2 separate regions of the Mus musculus genome follow, and region 2 is linked to region 1. Evidence: chromatin contacts called from public Hi-C data. All regions are on one chromosome and are shown on one strand. Each heading gives the region's core, a stretch centred on a gene start, on an enhancer-like site or on the middle of the called end of the contact. The rest is flanking DNA. Distances are from core to core; before and after follow the strand shown.

What was found. A called contact is a pair of places that touch in the nucleus more often than the background predicts.
Region 2: a Hi-C map of adipose-derived mesenchymal stem cells shows a contact between it and region 1, with 1.8 times the contacts expected there. The contact joins two enhancer-like sites. A contact is called at or near these places in 6 of 484 Hi-C or Micro-C datasets (the N1E-115 cell line, adipose-derived mesenchymal stem cells, embryonic fibroblasts and 2 more) and 2 of 115 datasets of contacts at active chromatin or transcription factors (embryonic fibroblasts and neural progenitor cells).

What each region holds. Positions count from the first base shown.
Region 1 is chr14:120,143,680-120,149,532 of GRCm38.p6, forward strand. No RefSeq gene overlaps it. Among named protein-coding and RNA genes, the nearest start is that of Gm4681, 4.5 kb to the left of the region's middle. Within about 2 kb of position 2,767, at least 49 of the 459 cell types and tissues checked have an H3K27ac peak or open chromatin away from gene starts, as enhancers often do. A contact at or near this core is called in adipose-derived mesenchymal stem cells, where this site is marked.
Region 2 is chr14:120,209,298-120,215,150 of GRCm38.p6, forward strand. No RefSeq gene overlaps it. Among named protein-coding and RNA genes, the nearest start is that of Gm41250, 59 kb to the left of the region's middle. Within about 2 kb of position 2,619, at least 28 of the 459 cell types and tissues checked have an H3K27ac peak or open chromatin away from gene starts, as enhancers often do. A contact at or near this core is called in adipose-derived mesenchymal stem cells, where this site is marked.

The DNA of each region.
Region 1 (5,853 bases), core at 1,517-4,016:
ATGAGAAAGAGGCCCACATCAGGTCTAAATAGTGCCTGTCTTGAGGCTATACTCCTAACTTATGAGAGGTGTCTACCATGTCACCCTAGGAATATTGGCCATCGGGTGACTATGCCACACAGGTATGTTTTCCAAGAATCCTTCCCCTTCTTCCAAATTCTGCAGAGCTCCACCCAGTTGCTTATTTGACCCTTCCTGTGCTCAGAAAGCCATCAGCCAGAGTTTCAGAAGGTTGCGGCTGCTTTGATGGCCAAATTATCTTTCAATCAAATTCCAGGAGATTACTGATAAATATTTAATGATATACTTTCTAGGGGAGAAAACAAGACAACCACAGGTGGGAAAAAAAAAAGAAGAAACACTCTTCTTTGTGACATCTGCCAAATTTGTCAGTGTAAACACTCCTATCCTGGCCAGTTCCAACATCCTGTGAAGTTACTGAGAGGGGAAATTAAGAAGAAATGCTACTTGGTGCCTATGAGCTGGTACAAACCGCCTCTTGCACACGAGCAAAGAGACCCCTCTGGAGGAATAGGACTGCCAACCATTATCTCGATCATTTCTTTGTCTTGTTTCCATCAAACAGCTAATCCCCCAGGTGTTCCAATCCTTTAAGCCAGTCTCTCTTCTTAGCTAAAGGTCTTGATGCTTGTCTAGTTTAAGTAATGCATGTAAGAACAGAACCAGGTTGATAGGCAAGAGACTATGTCACCACCCCCTTTCCCAGCATACTCCCAGAGCTCTGAGCTCTACCAGTTTAGGGGAATTCATCTGGAACAGTCTAGATTCCTGGGAGCCACATGGCAAAGCTCTTGTCACACAACTGTTTTCTCAACATGTTGAGGAAGGTTGCGAAGAGCACCATTCTCATCCACTCTGAAGCGCAGGCTTTTAGCCGGGCAAGAGGGCGGTTCTCAGCAACTCCATTAATGTAGCAATAATGGCCCAGGCCCACTTCAGTGCAGGGCTCAGCAACCACACTACATTGGGAACCCTTGCTCTGGCAGGATGCTTCATAAAAGCGTTTCTCTCAGCGCTGAATGTTCCCTCACTTAGGCTGCCTACCCACAGCTAAGCTATGAGTCACACCACTTAAGTGGCTGCAGGTCTTCAGTCTTGCTTTGCTCTCTGTCAATACCTTCCCCAGTCCCCATGTTTTCTCTCTGTGCCTGGGTGGAATGTTATTCTGTCTTAGTTCGGAGAGCCCTAAAAGATTCTTTTGTACATTTCCTCTCCAAGAAGAGTGCTTCCATTTTTCATTTTAATCTGTTTTATGATGCAAATCACAGCCTAATGGAGATGTGCCACTCTATCTTAATGGACTCATGATTTCATCAATAAGTTCCTTTCGTTTTGATGGGAGAAATAGGCCTAGAATTTCCTGGGGTTTCAACAATCAAGTTGTTAAAGAAATAGAAGAAAAGATGAGAGCCAACGGGGAGCCTCTGAAGGCAGAGGACTAAGTCACTGGCAGTTTGTCCAGGCTCCTGAATGCCGCGTGTCTCTCTGACCATCAGGTCTTTGTGTAGGACCCAGTGATTCTTCCAGCTTTGACTCCTCGTGACCACTACTGTGTAGCTGCTGCCTCTGAACTGAAACATGTCCCCCTGGAGACCTGAGAGAGAATAGGGGCTCTTAAGACTCAAGGAGTTAGCAAAATTAGCAAACCCGTGAAACCCAGCCAGCCCAGGAAGCTCGGCGAGACTTAGTAGGAACACACCTTTCTCTAGTTCCCTTTACATTACTCTGATAAGCACCAGGACCAAAAACAACTTCCAGGTAGCAGTTCATCTCTGAGGGAAGCCAATGCAGGAACTTGAGACAGGAACTTAAGTCAGGAACTATCTCAAGCGCAGGTCCTGTGCATGGAGGAAGACTGCATGCTGGTTTACTCTCTCCCTCACTCCCAGCCAGCTTTGTTACATAGCCCAGGGCCACGTACCAAGTAATGGTACCACCCACAGGGGACTGTGCCCTCTGACAATAATCCACAATTAAGACACTTCCTCACAGACACGGCCACAGGTCAATCTGAGCTATCTGATTCCCCAGTGGAGTCTCCCCGAGATGACTCTGGGCTATGTCACGTTGACAGCAGAAGTTAATAGGGATAGGCCCCTTTCCGGACTGTATAAGCAATAAGCAATTGCTGTACAAGATGAAACTCTTTAATGGGTTACCTTAGAGTTGGGCAGGGAGTCCCAGGGATGCAGCTCTGGTGAGTCATTTGGGGGTTACAGCTGCTTTTAAGCCACTCACGTTCTTTCAAGCAGCTCCTTGCAATGTTTCTGTATGAAACCCCAACAAATTCCTTGGCCTCTTAAGCTGAAATACAGTAGAATAATTTCTATGACCTGAGACTGGTGCCCTGTCTGGTGTGATGTTTGTTGTCATCTCTGCTGGAAAAATCTCTGAAAGGCATGCTGGGAGCTTTGGCTATATAGTAACACTGGTGTGTGTAAATGCACTGGTGTGTGTAAATGCACCGATTGTCTTCAAGGTAAATGTGACAAAGCAAGTCTCAGTACTCCACCGCAGGTAGACAGGCAGCACAAACGTTGAAGGGGCCTTAACTTAAAGCTTGGAGTTTGAAGTACAAAGCGTTGGACTTCAGGCATCAAGCTCCATTGGGGAATAAGACAGGGAAATATCTTTGATAGGCATTGGTCCATTTGTGGCTCCACGCTCACATGTGAAGGGAGTCATGACTTACTTCCCTCTGAGTGCAAAGGCTCCACGTAGGCTCAGCAGGAATGGGGAGGGACACCACCTCCGTCTTAATCATTGATGTCTGTAGCTACATATCCTAACCCGGAATGCGTCCAGAATGGAACCGCCCACGCTCTGTCTTTTTTATGACCATGTCTCAATTCATGACAGCAGTTCACAAGGCTACAACATGCAACAGACTGTGGAGTCCTGGTTGCTCCTGCCGGTTGCCTGCTTCTCACTCATTGTCGAGTCCCATAGACTTCTTGTCTAACCTCCTCCCACATTTCTACCGTTTAACGTGCAGTCCCAACAACCACTGCTCAAATTCTATCTTCCTTTTTGCCTAGTCTGGAAGAATGTTTGTTTCACAGAATGCTTTTAAACGATCAGCAAAGCGGGGACAGGTTGTTGCAGGCTCTTTCTTCTGGTTGTCTTTGACCCATCAATGGTACTTTAATGTTCTATGCACACCCTACTGAGAGTTTTAAAACAACGAGCATCCTGTCAATCTCAAAGACTGTGACATTCCAATCGCCTTGTCACTCTGCCTAGAATGTCTCACAGCCCCTCTGTCTGCAGGGGTGTTGCTGCTACATCTGCCCCAGTTACAGACCCCCTTAGACTTTGCTTGCCCACAATCCTTCCACCCAGACCCGGCCTCACCAAGCTCCATTTCCACCCCGACCCACTTTCCCTGACATCACCCTATAATAATTGATGTCTTTCACTTAGGCCCTGTGGCCATGGTAGCTCTTTCCCCTTCTGTGTCCTCTCTGACTCACAAGGGCTGCAACATCTGGAAACTAAATTTCCCAGAAATTCCTGCTTAGATTCTGCCAATGAAAAGCCTCAAGGGAGAGTTGGAGGTAGAGAAGGAGACAGACAGCTCATTGTTCCTCTAGCTGCAGGGTACAGGCTGCTGCAGATGGCTTCCAGGACTCCAGCAGACCTTCGCCTACGATGCCTGTCACAGCAAGCGCAAAGATCATCGCTGTCCTGCAATTCCCTGTCTGGCTTTCTAAATCCTTTTACAAACAAATTATTAGTCTTATAAATGGACAAGTCATATTTGCAAGCTGTCCTGAATTAAAAATGCAGCTCTCACCAACCTCTGTTTTCTGGGCCTTCTGTTCTAGTTTTAGTCTGAAATATCTCCCCCAGGTTGATGTTTTAAATTCTTCTTTCCCGGCAGGTGGTGCTGTTCTGAGAGGCTGTGGAACTCTCAAGAGGTGGGGATTAGCTGGTAGAAGTTGATCACTACACTTGGGAGGCAGAGGCAGGTGGATTTCTGAGTTTGAGGCCAGCCTGGTCTACAGAGTGAGTTCCAGGACAGCCAGAGCTTCACAGAGAAACCCTATCTTGAAAAACCAGATAGATAGATAGATAGATAGATAGATAGATAGATAGATAGATAGATAGATAGATAGATAGATAGATAAAAAGTTGGTTACTAAGAGTGGGTGTCTGACCATTTCCCCTAGCTCAGGGTCCTGACTGCTGTATGCTGGTCTTCAATCACGATGGGCTAAAAACCCTTGAAAACCATGAGCCCCGTCTTCCCTTGAGGACTTTCTGTCAGGTGTATGGTCAACAGTACAACATCATTAGTGTATGCCTTAAAGATGTGCAAATTTTGAACTCCTTACACTCAATAATTTCTTCTAGAAATGTTTGCAATCCTTTCTGTTTCATCAAGTCAGGTGACTAGGAAAGGGGTTTAAGCCAAGCCCAAGTTTCCAAGGGCAGAGCCGGCCTTTCCCCCTCTATAGCTCTATAGATCTGTAGGATGACATAGCTGCTTCTGTTCCTGAGTTGGAGTTTGACTCTTTTGCAAGAACCAAATCCTAGTGGTGGATCCCAGTCCACTTGGCTGAGACACAGGTGCCTTTCTTAAGTTTCACTGGCTTGTCAACTCTCAGCCTTTGATCCCTCTGCCTTGTGAAGTTGTGCTATGAATTGGACAGACGTTCTGGAAGCAAAGGGCTGCTGAGAGAGGCCCACTAATGCCTGGAAACTTCTAGTTCTTTACTTACTTTTGGCTCCAACCAATGTTCATCACTAAAAGCTTGTCCCATATTTTCGGGGACGTGTGCTCTAAGTCGGCGACCACACCCTGGATCCTGCCCAGTCACCTCGTGGCTTCTAACCTCTCTCCTGCTTTGCGTAGCCTCCTTCTAGCCAAGCTTGCCATGGTTAGAGCATTAAAGCCAATAAGTACTATTTCAACTACTCGAATCTCTTGTCTACTCTATTATTTCACCCCGGGTCCTTGTAGCCAGCTCCCTGTGGCACCGGGGTCACGGGCGCGAGTGCCGCAATATTTAACACAGAAGCTTGATGCTAGTCTAAAGCAATCGATGGCAGACCTTCAGATTCCGGCCACTTCCTGCCCCTTTTAGTGATGTACTGCGGTGTGTCCGTATGTTTAACTTTCTCCTCGCCCGCAGTATTTTTAAGGGCTTATTTACTGCCCCGCTGAAGCTCCTGTTCCATATTTCGGGGGAACTGGCCTCTCCTACCATTGCTTGCTCTCTCACGCCCGCCCCCCGGAGCTCCTCTGTGATTCTGAAAGAGTCCTTTCTTTTCTCTGGCTCCCTCTCTGCTTTTCCTCTCTGGAAAATTTTCTAACCACATGTGTACATCTAGGACTACAGACCCTTCTTTAAGAGGTAATTTATGGAAAACCAATCCATGTGTATTACACGTGCCAATGTTAGAAGCCCATGTAATCATTTAATGCCAGGATCTGTTTCAGGCAGAAAGCAGGGAAGTCAGTCATTACGATGCCTGGACAGCCCTCGTGTCCACATGCAAAATGGACCGCAGAAATCATACCAAAATAGAACAGCAGCAGCTTCTTACTGGCCTCTCCTCTTCATATTTAAGTGGAAATAATTTCTGCTAAAAGCAAGATACAGATACAAACACACTACCTAATCTTCTTGGAAATATCTTTCAAGAGAGTCCACCCACCTATCACGTTGTTCTGCAGGCTGAGTCACGAGCCCTGTGGTGCTACAAAAGGGAAATTCTAGCACAGTTGCTCATTGGTGTCCTGGCTGGACAGATCTGCCTCTCAAACCTGTCCTGTTCCATGTCTTGCAATAATGGCGTGTTCCCTCGCCACTCCGTGGCCACGTA
Region 2 (5,853 bases), core at 1,369-3,868, 65 kb after region 1:
ACAGGAGAGGTGGCCCAAGAGAGAGAACTTTTCAGTTTTGTTCTCCAGGTAAAATGCTAGCATTTATTCATGGCAGAACACTGATTTGGATGTCAAATGAAATTGATTGATTTTATGATTCTTTAAAGGTCACATCAAAAGGTGAAATGATTTCTGCTGCAGAAGATCGCCCGTAAATCCAAGCTACTGTGACAATTTTTGTTCCACTCTAGGAAGATGGATTCTCAGATCTGCATCTGTCCTAGAAAAGACACTTCACTTCTTGGCTTGTTTTTCTCTCTTCTCTTTTCTCCTTCTTTCCAGTGCTAGGGCAGAACCAGTCTACCACCAAACTCTGACCTCAGCCTCCAATTTCTCTATGAGATTTGGCTCTAGAGATTTGGCTCTAGAACCCATGGTCTTCTGGTATTGTGGCTTGAATAAGAATGACCCTCGTAGGCTCATATATCAGGCTCAGTCTCTCTCTCTCTCTCTCTCTCTCTCTCTCTCTCTCTCTCTCTCTCTCTCTGATGTTATCCCCTTTCCTAGTTTCTCCTCAGAAAACTCCCTATCCCATCCCCCTGCTTCTATGAGGGTGTTCCCTCTACCCACCAACCAACTCCCGATTCCTTGCCCTGGCATTCCCCTACACTGGGGCATCGAGCCTTCACAAGATGAAGGGCATCTCCTCCCACTGAAGTCCAACAAGGCCATCTTCTGCTACCTATGCAGCTAGAGCATCTTCTAGGTATATGCCCAGGAGTGGTATAGCTGGGTCCTCAGGTAATACTATGTTTTTACCAATTTTCTGAGGAACCGCCAGACTGATTTCCAGAGTGGTTGTACAAGCCTGCACTCCCACCAGCAATGGAGGAGTGTTCCTCTTTCTCCACATCCTTGCCAGCATCTGCTGTCACCTGAATTTTTGATCTTAGCCATTCTGACTGGTGTGAGGTGGAATCTCAGGATTGTTTTAATTTGCATTTCCCTGGTGACTAGGGATGTTGAACATTTCTTTAGGTGATTCTCAGCCTCATTATAACTCAGTTGAAATTCTGTCCATTGATGAGAGTGGGGTGTTTAAGTCTCCCACTATTACTGTGTGAGGTACATCGGGTACTTTGAGCTTTATTAACATTTCTTTTATGAATGTGGGTGCCCTTGCATTTGGAGCATAGACATTCAGAATTGAGAGTTCATCTTGGTAGATTTTTCCTTTGATGAGTATGAAGTATCCTTCCTTATCTTTTTTTGGATTTTCTTGATATTTTGGGTTAAGAGCTTTTTGCGTTTTGCATTGTCTTTGACTATTGTCTTAATGTTTTCTATGGTATCTTCTGTACCTTAGATTCTCTCTTCTATCTCTTGTATTCTGTTGGTGATGCTTGTGTCTATGACTCCTGATCTCTTTCCTAGATTTTCTATCTCCAGGGTTGTTCCCTTTTGTAATTTCTTTATTGATTCTATTTCCATTTTTACATACTGGATGGTTTTGTTCAATTCCTCCATCTGTTTGGTTGTGTTTTCCTGTAATTCTTTAAGAGAGTTTTGTGTTTCCTTTTTAAGGGTTTCTACCTGTTTACCTGTGTTCTCCTGTATTTCTTTAAGGCAGTTATTATGTTCTTCCTAAAGTTCTCTGTCATCATCATGAGATGTGACTTTTAGTCAGAGTCTTGCTTTTCTGGTGTGTTGGGGTATCCAAGGCTCACTGTGGTTGGAGAACTGGGCTCTGATGATGCCAAGTAGCCTTGGTTTCTGTTGTTTATGTTCTTGCCCTTGCCTCCTTGCCGTCTGGGTCTCTCTGGTGTTAGCTGGTCTTACAGTCTCTGACTGTGGCTTGTCCCTCCTGCAAGCCTGTGTGCCAGTACTCCTGGGAGACCATTCTCTCCGGGGTGAATTTGGGTATGGAGAAAGACAGGTCTCACCCTCTGTAGCCCAAGCTGGATTTGAACTCATTGTGTAGCTCCTGACTTAAGTCCTGACTGCCCCTTGACCCTTGGAGTTCTGGGATTACAGGAATTTACAAGTGTGTTTGACTCATAAACTACACTTTTTGAAAGCTGTACTTTCTTAATCTAAAAGAATCATAAGATAGGGAAATTTTTAGAGTAAAATAATGTTGTACATTAATAGAATCATCTTGAATGATGCCAGTGGATGGGATAGAAGATACGCTAACAAGAGGAAAAATACAAGAACCCTTAGGAGGGAAGAGCCTCGGCTTCCCCCTCTGAAGACATGTGTGTTAGGGTCTGTGCTTCTTCACTCTCCTGACCACACACAGGGCTGGTTCTTCTCGCTAAGGCTGCCCCACTCCTTTCTCCAAACCTAATGTGAGGGAAAAGTCTATAGCAGAAGAGAATAGGTCACCATTTAGGAAGGTGAACAGAGGATAGATAAATGACTGTTGAATTAGTCGAAGGAAGAGCTGCAAGCTCTGTGTCTGCACACAGAACTGCTAACAAGAAACAAATTGATTCATGCTGTGTATCCCAACGGATGCAGAAGAGCTGGAGGCATGGGTGCCTTGGAAGGCAGGCTTGGAGTGGGAGGTAAAAGCAAGGTTAGCTGTAGAAGGGGCAGCCTTTAAATCTCACTTCTCAATCCCAGCAAATGAGTCAGAATCAGAAGGCTTCATTTCTACAGTGCCTCAGCAAATAGCCTCCAGCCTGAGAAAGACTGTCTGTAAGACAGAGGTGCTGAGTCACTGACCTGGGAACAAGGCCTTCCAAGGAAAGGCACACACTGGCTATTGCATCCCTTTGTCCCTTCTTCCACTCAACTCACAGGTTTCTAGCAGCCAGACCGGTGTCCTTTTGGTAATTCTGGAGGTGGGATCTTTGGTCTTCTGCGTGATAGGCAAACCTGTGACCTCAGGACTACAGCCCCCTCCCAACCACTACCAACACTTCTGCTTAACAATATCTGTCTAGCAACAGCCATGGACATGAACGTGTTGCTTAGGATTCCTTGAAAAGAATATCTGTAGAGGAAATAGTCATGCTGAGCACACAGTTTTTCAACGAATGACTGAATTCCACAGAGATCTGGGCTTAACAGGAGGATCTGCCAATGAGATCTCCTCAGCAGTCTAGTCAAAATATTTCCTAAACAAATTTCTTGGGTCCTCGTACTTGATTCCTCTTCTCCCTGTCCAGTCACAGGAGCCAGGCTGCAGGTCAGTCTGGAGCCTCTCCCTTCCCTTTGCCCTTTATTACCATCACTCTGACTGACTACTCTGTCACTCCTGACTTTGGGTCTTCTTAGAGGATCTGAACCAACACAGTGGTTTAAAGAGTTTTCTGAGAAAAAATGGTCCTAACATGGAGTTTAGAACCTGGCTCATTCACTACCTGACTAACAAGGACCCCTCCCCAACCCCAGATCCTTCTCAGGGTGGCGCCTGAGTTTGGGTAATTGTTGGCTGAGGCAATGGCCAGAGCACTGCGGAGCTCATGGGTGGTGACCAAATGTTCCGGGAACCAGGAATGTGAATACCCTGTGCTTGTATAATGATTCCAAATAATCAGGCATTGACAAGCTAAGAGAACAATGCCCACCCCTCACTGTGGAGTTGGCCAGTGAATGCTAATTTGTACTGACACACTGCAGAGGGATGCTGAGAAGCCCAGAGCAACAAACACATCGAATGGCTGCTCATGGAAGCCAGAGGTCCTCTTGCTGTTACTGGAGGATGAGCACAGTGAAGGGGCAGACCTTGGACCAGATAGAGCTGTGGAACTATCGATACATCTAAATACAGAGGCAAGGAAGGTTCATGACACTAAGGCCAATGTAATGGTTTATCTTCATGGTCAAATTAACTGGATTAACAATCACAGACACACACACACACACACCTCTGGGTATGAATATGAGGGTGTTCCAAAAAAGAAGAACAGAGCAGACAAGGCCTATCCTAAATATGAATAGCACCCTCCGAGGGCCTGGGTGCAAGACTGACTATAGAAGAACAGGCAAGAAGACTGTCAGCATTCAGCTCTCTGCTTCTTGACCGATGGTGCGATGGGACCAGCTACCTCATGGCTCTGCCACCACACCTTCCATCATGATGGACTATATACCCTTGAACTGTGAGGTAAATCACCCCTTTATTCCTTAAGTTGATTCTGTTCGACCTCTTGTCACAGCAATGAGAAACATCACCAAAGCCTTAACTCTGAGAATCCAGAACCCTGAACTCTGAAAGATGTGGATTATTTCCTCAACGCCGTTAGCTCTGCGCACGTCCCTACTCCCTAAGAACAGTCTGACTTGCTCTTCCCATTCATAATAAAAGCAGTGTTTCCTCTACAAGCACCTTCTCGTCTGCCTGTAGTCATGCGACTCATGATTAACCCTAGTGCAATCAGAGGATCAGAACGGGCTCAATCCCAATAAAGACAAATTATTACTCACTGAAGAAGCAGAAAGATGATTTAACAGGCGTCATTCGGGTGGAGCCAATAGGCTACCAAAAGAGGGAGATTTGAGGGGGTCCCATGTAAAGATAGATAGATAAGAATACATGGACTTGGTGGGACCATTTTGTAACACAAGAGTAAATCCGTGTTCAAGGTCCAGGCTTTGTGCCATGGTCACAGTTTAGAGAAGCTTAAACACGCATAGCCTCTACTGAGTAACATGAGAAGGCTTCCCTTCTATCCCCACAGCACAGCAATCTCAGCAGAAGAGGGAATGGAAATAATGTCAGGGCCGGAGATGGTCGATGACTTTAAGTAAACAGCGTTTCCTGGACACATCAGAGAGGCTGTGCATACAGACTCACAGAGATTATGCCAGCAGTCATAGAACCTATGCAAGCTCAAGCCAGACAAAATCCCAGAATTTGGGGTGGAGGCATGAACCCCATCGCTAACTGAGGAGCTGCTGGTCCATCACAGCCAAGTTTCTTTAATGTTGGAAGCCCTGATAAGTTGACTGTACTCGAGGGCATGGCACACTCGCAAGAGAAGCTGGATAGCATAAATCGGACTCCATGAGCTTTTTGTTCCTTTAAGAACAAAACCCTAGGTTGGGTACATAACAAGGGGAGGGTGAAGAGGGTGGGCCTACAGAAATGGGAGAAGTGAATGACCATGATCTAACTATACTGTGTGAAGTTCTCAAAGAATCAATACAAATATTATTTTAAAAACACACAAGAAGATGCCTACATCCCCTTGTACTGGCCGAGGAAGACCCAAAATGCCAAACAGAAAGGTGGAGACCCTGAGAATCAATGTAGGAAACCTGAAGTACTCTCTGGGGGCACCTGTGAGAGGCTCAGGGGATAGTTGCCGGTCCTTTATGAAAGATTCTGGCCAGAGAGCAAAGAGTGCTGTGTAGAATACAGAAGTACTACACAAAGCTTTACAAAGCACCTGAGGTAAAATGGAGCACAAAGGTAGAGAAAGTCAATGAAAGCGGCTCCAAAGCCACAGTCCTCGTGGAGCTGGGTGGTTCTCTTGGTGTCTGCCTTACTGAGAAGGGCATCTGGTTATGTTGCAGCATCCGTGGAGTAAGCAAGGGCCAATTCAGAGGGAGTTAGTGAAGAACAAGCTACCCATGAAACAAAAAGCAATAAAAGTGTACTTTGTGGCACAACACAAATAATTATTAGTGAACAGCATATTTATTTAATAAACATTTAAGGAAAAATGGAGAAGAAAATATAAGGGCCGGGCAACCAAATTCTCCCAGTGGTTCTTCAGTCTCATCTCTTAAAGGAAGAAGGAATGTCTTAAGTGAGCCAGATATTGTGGCTCACATCTGTAATCCTAGAGGTTGAGGCTGGGGGATTGCCAAGGGTACAAGAGCAGCTTGGGATATAGAGAGAGGTTATGGTAAGAGGGGTAGAGGGAGAAATGTCTA